Linked DNA regions of Arachis hypogaea: region 2 is linked to region 1. A link is a contact called in public Hi-C data. All regions are on one chromosome and are shown on one strand. The core of a region is the stretch at or near the end of the contact, and the rest is flanking DNA. Distances in the headings are between cores, read along the strand shown.

Region 1 (7,623 bases), core at 2,374-4,873:
GCGGGTTTTTGCTCTACCCGACCTCACCCCGCCCTACAAAAAACCCGCATCAAACCCGTCCCGTCCTACTCGCGGGTAGTAAAATGTTAAACCCTAACCCGTCCCTACAGGTACTCGTCCTGCCCCTACCCGCCCCTATAATTATTAAATCTAACAAATAAAATTAAATTTTAAAAATTATATAATTACCATTTACATACATAACATAAATTAAAGTAAAAATTTATATATAATATAAATCACTTTACTAATTATTTTATATATGTTACATATATTATATATTAAAAATATATATTATATATATCGGGGCGGATAGGAGCGGATTTAACATAAACACGACCCCGTCCCGCCCCGCCCAAAAATCCGTCCCGCTAAAATCTGCCTCGGTGCGGGAGAGGATAATTACCCATTCCGAACGGATAGGGACGGAGTGGATACCTGCAAGTTGGGTAGTGTTGCCACCCCTATATACACGGCAACCAAAATAAGCTATGGCCAACCTAGATCTGTGCATAGATTATCACTAAAGCGGATCAAGGAGTTAACGAAAATTTGTCATGTGCTGATGTGCAATGTATAAAAAAAATTGTCTAATTTTGCTTAGAGCATCAAATATTAATTGTAAATACATTATGTTAATTTTTTTTAAATAATTTATATCACTAATTAAGTATGTGTAATGAATATAACTGGGCTTAGCCCGAGTAACAGAAATAGGTTTGAATATTAAATATTATCAAAAATATTTTAAAAAAATGAGTATTAGAAATTGTAAATAGAAAGTGAATATTAAAATTGTGAAATGTCTTATCACATTTTCCCTTCTCTCTGGATTTCTTCTTATAACTAAAGTATTATTTTCCTAGGAATATATGGTGTTTATTATTACTTAGTATCTAAATTTTGTCTAATTTATTTTTTATAATATATTTTAAATATTTAAACATTATTTACTTTTGTATTTTTTAAATTAAATATTAATTTTTAACTTTTTTTATAAATTAGACACCACTTTCTAAACAAAATAATTATCACCTCTTTTCGTTTGTATTCCAAATACTCTAATGAATCCATTTTCTATACCGTTACATATTATACATTAATTTATAGGTTTTTAAGTAGTTAACTAGCTAGGTAGGATAATATAAAGAGCATAGAAAGAAATGCGTGGAAAGAAATACAGAACAAACTAGCATACAAACCTGTCTCCCTGTTCACTATGTTGAGTAAAGTCCAAATTCCATTGAGTGACCCTCTGCATAGCAGCGTAGCCACCGGTGGCAAAAGCTCTGAGAAGGTTGAGAGTGGCAGCGGCTTGACAGTAAGCTCTGATCATCCTCTGTGGATCTGGAATCCTCGACTTCTCATCAAAAGCATCTCCATTCACGTTGTCACCTCTGTAGCTGGGCAGCTTCACCCCGTTCTTCTCCTCAAATGGGTCCGATCTTGGCTTTGCAAACTGACCCGCCATTCTCCCCACCTACAACCACATTGTCATACAAATGGACAATAATCTTTGTGTTCATCCTTAATACTCATATTTTGGAGTCTGTATATATCTGCCACTAATTCTATTCCAGGTAGTGACACAAAGTTACAAGCAAAATTACTTAACTTCTCTTTTTGGTGACTTACTTAACTTCTATAATGAATTGAACAAAAATATATCCGAAAAAAGAAAATTGAATGAATAAAAAAATATTAAAAAACCATCGAAATTTATTGCTTTTTGCCATTACTTAATCATCAACTCAATTTTTTTAGTCTAATTTATTTATTCTAGTAATCTAATCATATACTTTATCCTATAATTTTAAACACTGATGGCAAAAACAATAAATTCTTATGATTTTCTAGTATTTTTCTAAAAATAATTTTAAAACAACACACAAAAGTTTGAAAAATTGAAAAAAAAAAGCTACCAACCATCAAGTAATTTCATGTTTCTATATCAGTTCTATATATCTCATTTTAAACAAACAAAATATATACACACAACGTCTCTATTATAATTTCTAAATAAGTTAAATACAGATACCAAAAACTATATACTAAAAGTGTTGTATTAAATATTATTTAAATAATAATATGAATATAAATATTTTCTTAAGGAAAAGTTTAGGGAGTCAGCAGTTTTATTAAATTTTGGCCTGTAACCAGCAGAAAAATGTGAACTATCGGATGAAATCTCATATCAATTTTACATTATTAAATCATTATTGATGACTATTTAATGGCTACTAATCACAAAAGTTACTCGCCCTAGCATTGCTCTTTTTTTAATGATATGACATAGCAATGAATATTAAGTAAAAAATTAAATATGTAATGTATAAAAATGTATTAACGAAAAATTAATATTAATAATAATAATAAGAGAAAGGCATCCATTAAGCAATAAAATCAAAGAAAAAATTTTATTGAAAATCAAATTTTTATGTTTTCAATAAATTGAATCTGTTAAAAGAAATCCCATCTAATTAATTAACAATTATTAAAAAGCTAATATTTTTAAATTTTAATTTTTTCAATAAATTATATATATTAAAATTAATTATTTATATAAAATACATATTAAATATAAAATATATATTAAAAATAAATTAAATATATATATATATATAATTTAATAAGTAATTTTAGTATGTAACTAACATTCAGTTAGTTCTTATAACAAGAAACAAAGAGATTTACAATTACTTCTGAATATGTCTCACAATTGATTTTGACTCTAGAATTGAAATTTTTGTTAGGTACCTTTATGACGGGCATCTGGCCACCAAACATCAATACAGCACCCATCTGGAGGAGAATCCTGAATGTATCACGAATGTTGTTAGCATTAAACTCTTTGAAGCTCTCAGCGCAATCTCCACCCTGCAACAAGAACGCCTTCCCCATCGCCGCCTCCCCAAGCTTCTCCTCAAGGCTCCGCGCCTCCCCGGCGAACACGATCGGCGGGAACGCGTCCAGCGTCTTCAGCACCGCCTCCAGCTCCTCCTTGTTCGGGTACTCCGGCAGCTGCAGTGCCCGCTTCAATTTCCAGCTGTCCGGGGTCCATTTTCCCTGCACAGCGTTACGAGCCGGAGCGGTTGCGGCTGCAGCTGCCACTGCGGAGGATGCTGGCTGCGACTTGTCAGCCGGCTTGTCGGAGACCACCGGGTTAACGTTCTTGGTGGGCTCGGCTGCATGGACGGCTAGAATGGGCCTGGAAGTGAGCTTAGTCCCGGGTCTGATGCTGTTGGTGGATGGGCATAGGGAGTGGTTTGTTGGGGGCATTAGGGTCTTTGCAGGGATGAGGGAGTTGGAAGTTGAGATAGCCATTATGCTTTCTTGCTGATTTGGGTAGGCTTTTTCTCTGAGAAAGGATCTACGGGAGATTCCTTTTTTAAAAAAAAAAAAAAAACAATTTCTCTCTTGGTTTAGGTCACACTTTTTCAGAGGTGCCTGAAGAGCATGAGGGAGGTTTGTGGTAGGTTTTATAAGAGAAAAAAGAGAGCAACTATGGCTCTATGAGGTTGTTGGTGTGGGGGTAAGTGAGTTGGGTAGAGAGAGATCGCGGCGTGGTAGTTGGGAGGAGAAGGGTGTTCTCGTCAACTCAGTTCTCTTTAGGGTATAATTGGAAACTTTTGGAGAGTGGAAAGCTGGCAACCAAGTCAAATTGCTTGATTATTACAAAAATGTTACATCTCATTAAAATTAATTATTAATATATTTATATATAAATATATATTATTTATAAAAAATATAAAAATTAATATTTTTATTAAAATTTAATCAATACTTAATTAATAAAATAAAAAAAAAATAATTTTATATTATTAAATATAATTTTATATTATTAAAAATATTAATAATAATAATTAATAATTATAAATTATAAAATTTATTAATTTTATAATATTTATTTTAATTTATTTTTAATATATATTTATATTTTAATATATATTTTATATTAATAATTAATATTAATAACTAATTTTAGTATACACTAACATAAATATTTATTAATTACATTTGATATGCTTCACCTACTAATTTCTATTTTATATGTATAGACGTATAGTTATATAAAAACTTAATAAACAATAATATTTTGAAAACAATTAGAAAAATCGTTCAAATAGTTTTAAAATATTTTATTTAGTATTCATTTGTTAAAGTAGTTATTTAATTTAAATATAATAAATATATAATTATAAATATTAATTAAATAAAATAATTTTAATTATTCTTTTTATAATATTACTGTTTATTATGTTTATATATCAAAAAAATAAAAATATTAATATAACTTATACACAAATATAATTTATATCTATATTTATAAATATTTTATATATAATAAATATATAATTTATATTTATATTTATTAAAATTTTATATATATAAATCAATACAGTTTGTACTTAAATTTTTTTAAAATTTATATACATAAATTAATAAAATTTATTTATTAAAAATAATTTAATATTTATACTAAATAAATAATAACTAAAAACACTAAAAATTGTTAATACCAACAATTTTTCTTAGTTTAATTTATTGTTATCAATGTAATATAAATAATTATATTCGATAGAGACATACCCCAGCCCAATTAATTTGAATGGAATTTTGTTTTGTTTTATTAACGAGACGGAAGGTGCGACTGCGTGCATTTATGTTGAGATAACTGACCTGGCTTACCATGCATCTAAATTTAGGCTTTTTTACCCCGCAAAATCTAATAATGATGTGTATTGTCTTATATGTTATTTATAAGTTAAATTATTTTATTAGTCTTTTATAATTTTTTTAACATTATAATTAGGTTTTTTTATTTAAAAAAATTTCAATCATTTTTTATATTAATTTTAATTTTATAATTAGATTCTTATCATTTTAAAATTATTTATGTCAACAGAATAATTTTTTTTTATAAATTTACTAAAATGATCTAATATTAAGAATTAAAGTTGCGTTTGTTTCTAAGATTAGGACAAGACAACATATTAAGAACAAAATTTAAGGATATAGAGATACAGAATTTAGTATTTTTATATTCTGTTTGGTGATAAAATAGAAAAAATTATAAAAATTTAATTTATTCTCATTTTTTTCATTCAAAAAATTTGAGAAAAAAAATATAATAAAAAAATAGTAAAATTAAAACTAATGAGAAGTGTTAGATGGAAGAGAGGGAGAGTGTATCCTTGGGGAGGAAGGAAGTCTCCTTTTTATAGTAAAACCTCTAAGACTAAATATAGAATTCAAATTCAAACTAAATCAAATCAAAATCAAATCTAATCATTTAAATCTGAAATCTTTTTTTAATGACTCTTTGACTAACTAGTGAATTTCCTTATAATTTAAGCTTGGTGTCTTCAAGTCTTCGTTAATTACAAAAATTTCTCGGGGATGGTGCTGTTATAGGCGTTCGGCACCACTTTGGTGGCGTTTGGTGCCTCTTTTTACGCAATTATGCACTTCCTTGCTGCCTGTTGGGTGCTAAATGCCAGAGGAGTGGAATTTAGCGCCAGGAGTCCTGAGAAGAATTGCTGTTGGATGCGGTTTGGCTCTAAGCGCCAATGTCGCGGCATTTAGTGCCATGATGCCATAGAAAAAGTATAGACATTATATATCGTTGGAAAGCTCTGGAAGTTGGCTTTCTAATGCTACTAGAACCGTATCAATTGGACCTCTATAACTCAAGTTATAATCATTGGAGTGTGTAGAGGTCAGGGTTGACAACATCCACGGATGTTCTTTGCACTTGTCTTTAAATCTTGGTTCCTCCTTGTTATTTTGCTTCTCTTTTCCCAATATTTTCCTACAAGAATCATGAAACTAAGGAAATCAAAGTACTAATAGAAAAGCCTTGAAAATTATATAATTATTAAGCAAAAGTCACAACTTTTCTATAAGAAATGCTAATGAAAAGTGCTTAAGATGCTCGCGCATCACCGTTCCACTCCTTCCCTCTGTCGTTGTGGCTACAGTTCCCACTGTGCCAATCTTCCCTTTGTTCTGAGTCTTCGCTGTCGATCCGTTATGCATCGTCTTTACCACCTCATTTATGCGTTGTTGCCAACATTTTTTGCCTCAGATATGCTTTGTTATCTCTATTATAAGTCATCGTTGCTGCTAATGATCTGCTTTGCTGTTGTTACCGTATTCTGTGTTGTCATCTGTGGTTTTCTTCTTTTGTGGAGTTATTGCTGATTTTTTAGATTTTGTAGTATAAATTATCTAATAAACTGAAGGAATTTTAATATGTGATATGTTGTAATGTTGATATTGTTTAATATGTTGCATTGATGGTGTTGTTGTGTTGTTCATAATTTGGATTCTGGACATCTGTTGTCATTGTCATCTGATCTAAGACCCGGGTACAAACCTAGAACGGATTCGGTATGAATTTGGTCCAAATGTTTGAAATTTCATCGAGTCTAGAGTCGTGTAACGTTTGAAAAATAAATCCACAAATAATTTAGGGTTGGATCTGAGCCAAGTTAAACTCGGCTTTATCGGACTCATGATCACCCTTAGTGAAAATTATTGGAGTTAGGGATAGAATATGCTTAGAATTTAGGAGTGGTTAGGTTAGATTAGAGGGTAATTTTATGATGTGACAATCTTATGCTGACTTGTCATTGACACATCAGTTAAAGATAGTCACACGGTATCTCTATTAACAATGTTAACCCTGAAGAATATAATTGAAATATATCTAAAATGTTAAAGATTAAAAGTACACTCCACCCTAATATCAAGTTAGGTTTAATTACTTTATCAGTCCTTATAGTTTTATTAAAATTTTAATTAAGTCCCTAATTGTGGCAACAAATCGAGAAGAAGAAAATAATTAGTTTCATAAAAAATGTGTATATATATTTTTAAAGGGTTAAGTATACCATTTTTGTCTCTATCATCTTGAAAAAAAAATCAAAATTGTCTCTGACATTTTTTTTTTATTAATATTATCTTCAACATTAGAAATTATTTTAAAATCATTATTTTTACATGAAATATTAATTACATGACAATTTTTTCCTAAAAAATACTCTCTTTCACTCACTAACCATCCATTATCATCATCTGCTCATTACCATCACCATTACCCTCTCTCTCTCTCTCTCTCTCTCTCTCTCTCTCTCTCTCTCTCTCTCTCTCTCTCTCTCTCTCTCTATGCAATTCAAGCCAAGCTTATGTAACTATTAAATCCGAGTTTTAGCTTTCTTCAAGACGGTGTTACTGAAACTACCAAAGAGGTCGCAGTCTTAGTGACGATAATGAGGGGCGACGGAGTTGACAAGCCTGACGTCCGTAAGGGGGACAATGCCATTATCATCTCGAAAACGGTAGTTGATATCTTGCAAGACTTCGACGAGCATTTTGGCGAAAAGTCTGCCGTTTAGGACGACTTCTTGGGCTCATCGGACCCTGACGGCTACGAGCTTCATGGCTTTGGTTATTTTATGAGTGTTCTTAACAGTGTTGATTCTTTCTCAGAGTTCCTTAATGCCTTAGAAAATGGAGAGAGAGAGAGAGAGAGAGAGAGAGAGAGAGAGAGAGAGAGAGAGAGAGAGAGAGAGAGAGAGAGAGAGAGAGAGAGAGAGAGAGAGAGAGAGAGAGAGAGTA
Region 2 (7,623 bases), core at 1,992-4,491, 41 kb after region 1:
TTAATTATCTGGATTTAACGGGATACGTGACATATAATCCTTTTATATTTGGGTAATTAGAATTTCTGTGGCATATAACTAGAATTGAACTTCACCCCCTAATTGGAATTAATTGACCAAGGAATTGGCAATTGATGAATTTTAGAGGAGACTAAGAAGGTCTAAGGAATTACGGTCTAGTCACATATAGTTCGCCATGAATTAAATCTTGCATGATTAAAATAAATTAATAAGAAAAGTCAATCCGAAAAATAGATAACTCTGAAGCCTTAACTGCCTTCTCCATATTTTATTTCCAACTTATTTACTTGTTCTTTTAATATTCTTAAATTGTTTAATGTCTTTTGAAATCTCAAACACTATTTTCTGTTTGCCTAACTAAGTAAATCAATTAACCATTGTTGCTTAGTCCTTCAATCCTCGTGGGATCGACCCTCACTCATCTGAGGTATTACTTGATACGACCCAGTGCACTTACCAGTTAGTTTGTGGGTTATAAATTACCGCACCAAGGACTACCAGTAATAAAACCCACTTGGATTTCAGATTCAATTGCTGCTAACAGACTCTTAAGCTGTATGTTCTTGCATTTTTTATGCACCTATATTGATTTCATCAACAAATAAATTCTACCATATATTTTTTACAGGAGCGAAAATAGATTGAGAGTGACTAAACCTTCATTTTGCTTTTCCAAGGGTGCCTTAGTAACCAACCAAAACTGTCAACATTGATATTTTTTTTTGTGACTAAACACAATTGATTTAGGTAGACGATAAAATATTTATCATCACGTATTTTTAACTTTCTATATAATTTTTGAATATTATTTATGAATACAATTGGATTGTACATATTTTTGAAATATACATTGTACATATAATTAGTGGTTCTTCCTTCCAAATGGTTTTAGGTGAAAATGAGCCCAACATGGCAGCAGGGGAAGCTTAGAGAATTTTGCAAGCAGAAAGGAATCTATGTGAGTGCATGGTCATCATTAGGAGCTTATAGAAAATTTTATGGTATAAATTCTGTTATGGACAATCCAATCCTTAAGGACATAGCCAATTCAAGACACAATAGTGTGCCTCAGGTGCTTAATATATTTATTTCTTAACTTTTCTATTAAGGTTATAAATTTATAAACCTACTTTATAGTGTGAATTCTAACATTATTTTATTTCTTCAGTAACTATGTTTATTTCTCCTTTTTTTTTTTTCAAAGTATTTGTCTATGTTAATGCTTATCTTTTTGTAAAAAAATTAAGATTATATATATTTATCTTTTATTAAATATCTCTTCTTAATTTAAAATTAAGACAATGCAACAAAATTAATTTAGACAACTTTAGATTTTTTATTATTTTAAAAAGTTTATGGTGAAAAACAGAAGAAATACAGTAACAAAATAGACCTGACATTGAAGTTGTTATCTTGTGTGATGAGAAAAAAAAGTCAGAATAAGAAAGTTAAAGAAATCATTATCAGTGATAAAAAATCACAGCATCACATATAAGTAATATACATAAATATAAATTTGTTGTATTTGTGTGGATTTGTTTCTGCCTTCATTTTCTTAATACATATATGTAGTATACATAAATATAAATTTATTTGTATTTAGAATCTATTTTCCATTTCATATTTATACGATTTCTCTTTTGCCTTCATTTTGATTTTTAATAATTGTTGACATTTGATCTTATCATATAGTTATCTATCTTTGATTATTTATATATTTTTTTGAATTAGATTTACATTCAAAAATTAAATTTTAACAGTGATATATACAAAATTTACTTAAAATTTATAACTAGGAAACAACAATAGCGACTGATTTAGCGACCGATTTTAAAATTTTGAAGTTAGCTATTAGAGACTGATTTAGCGATCGAAACATTAGCGACCGATTTAGCAACCGAAATATTAGTTGCCATTTAGCGACCGAATAACTTAGCGACAGAAATATTGGTCGTTATTTAGTGACCGATCTTGTTAGCGACCAATTTAGCGACCAAAATTATTTCGCATGGTTAGGTGGCCTTGGTTGAAAATCGGTCACTAAAATCGGTCGCTAAATATTAGCGACCAACATCGGTCGCTATTTTGAATTTAGCGACCAAGGTTTTAGCAACGGCCAGAATTGGTCACCAAATCGGTCGCTAAGCTGATAGCAACTGATTGTCAATAAATATCGGTCGCTAAATCGGTCACTATTCTAGTAATTTCTTATAGTGTATGTACTTAAATTATGTCACCTACATTTTAAAATAGAAATAATTTTATTGGTATATTACTATAAATAATTTTATTGAAAATTAAAATTTTAAAATAAAAATAATAAAAAATTTGTGTTGTAATTTTATTATTTTTTAATTTTTAACATTTTAAGTTCAGTTTACATTGCATGATGGATCATTCCGCCTATTTTTTGGCGGGATGGCAGACTCTGGCGTGATGACTACATCATTATTTAGTGGTAGAGGTGGTAGTGGGGCGGATATAGGCGAATTTTTGTCCTATCTGATTCCGTACTGTCTTTCTTTCACTTCACTACTATCCTTTCCACTTCTATCTGGGGTAATAGACTACTCTACCCATCCCATTCAGGTCGAGTTTAAATTCGTTTCGAGTGAGTAAGGGAGAGTCGGGTACCTGTGGATTCGGATATTTCTGCCTCTTTTACTTAGTGGCTCATAAATATTTTGATTAAATAGAATCAAATTAGGTTGGTCTAGTGGTGGTTAATTTATTAGTCCGTTTAATTAAGTGTTAAAAATTTAAATTTTGTCTTATATATGCAGTAATTTATTGGTTAATAATAAATTTTTAAATAGAACTTTTATTTGCAACAGATTAATTTTTGACTTGTTAAGTTAAAAGATACTATATATATTAAATGGAACAACTATTCTCAAAGATTAACTTTCAATATTCAAAACAAATCAAATTATCGTTTCTCAACTGATAATTATGAACATGAAAGTTGGCATGCTTATCAGTATAATACAGCCCTTCGTGGAAGCAACCAAAAAACAAAAAATATAATAATAATATAATATTATAAACAAACAAGACCAGACCGATGCACAAAATTTCAAAGTTGACGAAACTTCAATTCCACGCGGTAAAAGCACATGTATATTCAAGTTCCTAGCTGACACACGTGGAACATGGTGTAGGTGTGTCGTAATGTTGGGCTTGCACGTTATTGACTAATATACCCTCGTATATGTTTCTTGGTGTGAGAATATACCCTTTGTTTTCAAGCAGAAGACTTCTATCTCAAAAGGGTCCAACTGTCCATGTCTTTCACCTACCCACTTAATTGAGCCATTTTTATTCTATTCTCCGATCCTAATCACACCACCTAGGCACAATTCTCAAAAGCTTATTTCAGTCACACCTGTCAGTAACAATACAGATTACGTCATTATTAGAATATAATTAGTGTATATTCTCGTATACTATACGGAATAATAAATAAAATTATATAAAAATTTTATTAAAAAATTAAATAAAATATATGTAATAATTATTATTATAAATATTTTATAAAATTATAATTAAAATTAAACTCTCAAAATTTTTAATATTAAAATATTAAAAATAATTAGTATTTATTTTAATCAATTTAAGTTTGTTGAGTGATCATCTCATTCGTCAGTTTAAACAATTATTAGGAGTTAAAATCTCGTTTTGTGTGTGTAGCAATCCATTGGTTAGCGGTAAATCCTTAATAAATGGAGTATCAATACGTGATTAGACTTGGCATGAGTACCCGAATACGCGGGTACCCGACCCGTCCATACTCAATTGAAGAAGGTAATAACTTGACCCAAATTGGGACAGATTTTGCTTAGAACAAGGCATGGTCGGGTTTAGGGTGCACCCGCTCCGGATATATACATATAAACACTTTTTAAGAATTATGATTTGTCTCACATCACAGATTCAATTCAGTGATTCACAACTTGAATCCATACTTTATAACCATGCAAGAGAAACACAGTCATCCTCACCGAGAGTTTTCCTCCCTTCACAAGAAACTTCATAGCTCCGTCATCATTGTTATTGAGCCCATCGCCGCATACCCTTTCACAGCTCCCATCTTCCTTCACAGCTCATGTCACTATCACTACTTATTCCGTTACCGTCGTTGTTGAGCTCGTTACCACCTTTCTCCTGCCAAGTCACTTTTCTCTAGGTAAATCCTCCCTCTCTCTCTCATTGTGAGTCTGTTAAGTTTTTCTCTTCTTCTTCCACAGACTCTTCACTTAGTCGTCGTCGCTATGAGCTCGGGCGTTGCCGTTACAGTTTCATCTGAGTCTGTCACCGAATAAAATAAATTTTTTATTCAAGTTGGACCAGTTAAAAATAGGCATGCATGAGATCATTTTTGCATGTAATTTTTGAATTTTCTCATCCAAATTTGATTTATGTAGTTGAGTATTTTAGTATGGCGATCATCGTGGTTTTGTTACGATACTAATGTGATAAAAGTTGCAGTAATTTTATAACTAATATATGAGATAGACCAGATTATTGAAGTAATTAGGAAAATAACATTCAGATGTGCGTATAAAATTTATAAGATGTAATTATCTCAGAAATATATATATAATCCAAGTGAAAGATTGTTAGGAAATTATTATTTTTTAATATATTTATGGACAATACATATATTAATTATAATCGCAAATTAAGGAATTTTACATTAAATGACTTATATAATGGTGATCTCATTTATTGTCATAAATATTGAATTAAATAAGTCATTATTTCTTTTGATTTAGATAAATGATGAGTTTAAAACCATAGATACTATTTTATTTGAGTTTTAGGGTTTAATGAATGTTACACTCAAATATAAATAATGACTTTGTGATTTTGGTCTCCAACACATCAAACTCGTCTCCGTAGCTCTTTTTCCACAGTGGAGTTGTGATTCAGCTCTATCAGGGAACAGAAGGTTTTGGTTGACGAAGATGAAAGAACCACAAGAACCAAGTTCTCTGATCTCAATCATGCTTTCAAATGAAGGGATGATGCTTCCACGCTCTCAGTTATATTTTTTAATGATTTAACATGGATGATCTTGAGGTTGAAAAATCCTAAAATTTTTAGATAAAATAAAATTTTTATTCAATCAAATGATGATAAATAATTTTATTGAATTAAATTGGATTAATATGATCATATGATAATAAAGAATACTAGAAAAATAAATAAATAATATTTTAAGAGTATAAAAATATTCAATTTTCATTTCAATTTACTTTTTTATTCAACGACAATAAATATCTTGAATTAATTAAATATTTACAAAAAATTATATACATAAAATTATTTCATTTCTTCCAAAATCTTTGGACACATAATAGTTCAATGAGAGGTTGACTATTAAGAATTGAATATAATATTTTTAAATTCATATTTTTAATAAAAAGATGTACTTAATTCTATCCATCCTAAATAATTCTATATTCACTATTACTTATCTATCTAAATAATTCTAACATTGATAGAATATTGTTTTTAGATGCAAAAAATTTAAAATATTCTATTTCAAAAATCAATATTCATATTTAACTTAGAATTTCAACAAATATGACGAAAAATATTACATTTTTTAGTTAAAAAAGTAAAATATCTATAAATATATTTTGGTGGTTTAGCTTTAAATTTTTCAAAAAATATTTGACAAGTTAATGAAATCAAATCATATTTCTATAACATATATAAGAATTTCTATTACACATAAATAAAAAATGTTAGGTGTAATAAGAACAAATACATAAATTAAAATAAAATTTAAAAAATAAGAACCAATAAAATATTGAAGGAAAGAAATATAAATAGAAAAAAAATAAAATTATTAGACGGAAGAAAAATATTTAATAAATTTTATATTATATAAAAGAGGAATAAAAAGAAGATATACAGTACCTTATTTAATTTAGCAAGATTTATGAGATAAACATATAGAATAAAAGAATAAAAATAATAATAAAAAATTAAATATCTAAATTAATATCAAAATAAAAAATAATAAAATAATAATAATCTATCATAATCTTAATATTTTAATATAATTAATTAATAATAATATAATTAGTCTATCATAATCTTAATCTAATCTTTTAATATAATTAATTCTAATTAAGTAATCAAATAAATTGAATATAAATATATCTAATCTAATCGTATAAGAAAATAGTAGATTTTTTATAATTATATATATATTTATTGGGGATAAAACGTCACCTTAAAATGAGATTATTATTATTAATGACATATAAATATTAAAATTATATTAATACGTTAATTGAAATACATTATTAAAATAAAAATTTACAAGAATTAAAATAACTGAAATTTATTAACTTTAATTAATTAAATTAGCATAAAATAAAAAAGAGATGATTATTAATCAAATTAAATAAATTAAAAAATATTACTAAGTAAAAAAATGTCACAATAATTATATTACTAATTTAAAAAATTAATTCAATTCATTCAAATTTTTATTTAAAATAGACAATTAAAGATCACTAATAAATAAAAATAAATAAGATACAATAACTAATAATTTTGGTAGTATAAATAACTAAATTAAATTATTATATACAATTTTTATTTTTTACTTTATTATAATTTAAGTTAACATTAATTCTAACATTGATAGAATATTACTTTTAGATGCAAAAAATTTAAAATATATTTATTCTATTTCAAAAATCAATATTCATATTTAACTTAAAATTTCAACAAATATGACAAAAAATATTATATTTTTTAGTTAAAAAAGGAAAATATCTATAAATATATTTTTATGCTTTAGTTTTAGATTTTTCAAAAAAAGTTAGCAAGTTAATGAAATCAAATCATATTTCTATAACATATATAAGAATATATATTACACATAAATAAAAAAATTAGGTGTAATAAGAACAAATACATAAATTAAAATAAAATATAGAAAAATAAGAACCAATAAAACATTGAAAAAAAGAAATATAAATAGAAGAGAAACAAAATTATTAGACGGAAGAGAAATAATTTAATAAATTTTATGGATATATAAAAGAGGAATAAAAAGAAGATATACAGTACCTTGTTTAATTTAGCAAGATTTATGAAAATAAATACATAGAATAAGAGAATAAAAATAATAATAATAAGATACTAAATATCTGAATTAATATCAAAATAAAAAATGATAAAATAATGATAATCTATTTTTGTAACACCCTAACTTTTAGCACCTCATGATCGTACTAAAAGTGCGCTACTTACCTCTAAACCTTTTTCTTATATACTAACTTTATTTAATAATGAGTCTTCACGAATACGAACCGAAACTTTAATTAAGAAAATGAATATTCTTTAATCACAAAAGTATATATATTCACATAGCAATATATACATAAACTTATTCAAATATTCTGAAAAGCAAATCCTAACCCTCTAAAAATCAAAACCATAAACGACAAGAGGAAAATAAAATCTAAGAACTTAACTCGTAAATTGAATCTTCTATACTCTTATAACTCCACACTAAACCTTCACACCTGTAGCTGAAAGGGGTGGAAAATAGGGGGTAAGAATTGGGGAGTTCTT

Evidence for each region. Hi-C and Micro-C count contacts between places; a contact is called where the count stands out from the background.
Region 2: a contact with region 1 is called in a Hi-C map of leaf, with 1.5 times the contacts expected there. The contact joins the enhancer-like site here to the promoter of LOC112765509 in region 1. A contact is called at or near these places in 3 of 8 Hi-C or Micro-C datasets (all in leaf).

What each region holds. Positions count from the first base shown.
Region 1 is chr17:51,420,142-51,427,764 of arahy.Tifrunner.gnm2.J5K5, forward strand. LOC112765509 (phospho-2-dehydro-3-deoxyheptonate aldolase 1, chloroplastic) reads right to left here and starts at 3,624. Exons shown (of 5, transcript XM_025811406.3): 1 at 2,758-3,624; 2 at 1,203-1,480. The coding sequence starts at 3,324.
Region 2 is chr17:51,461,995-51,469,617 of arahy.Tifrunner.gnm2.J5K5, forward strand. No RefSeq gene overlaps it. Among protein-coding and RNA genes, the nearest start is that of LOC112765509, 42 kb to the left of the region's middle. Within about 2 kb of position 3,242, at least 3 of the 3 cell types and tissues checked have open chromatin away from gene starts, as enhancers often do.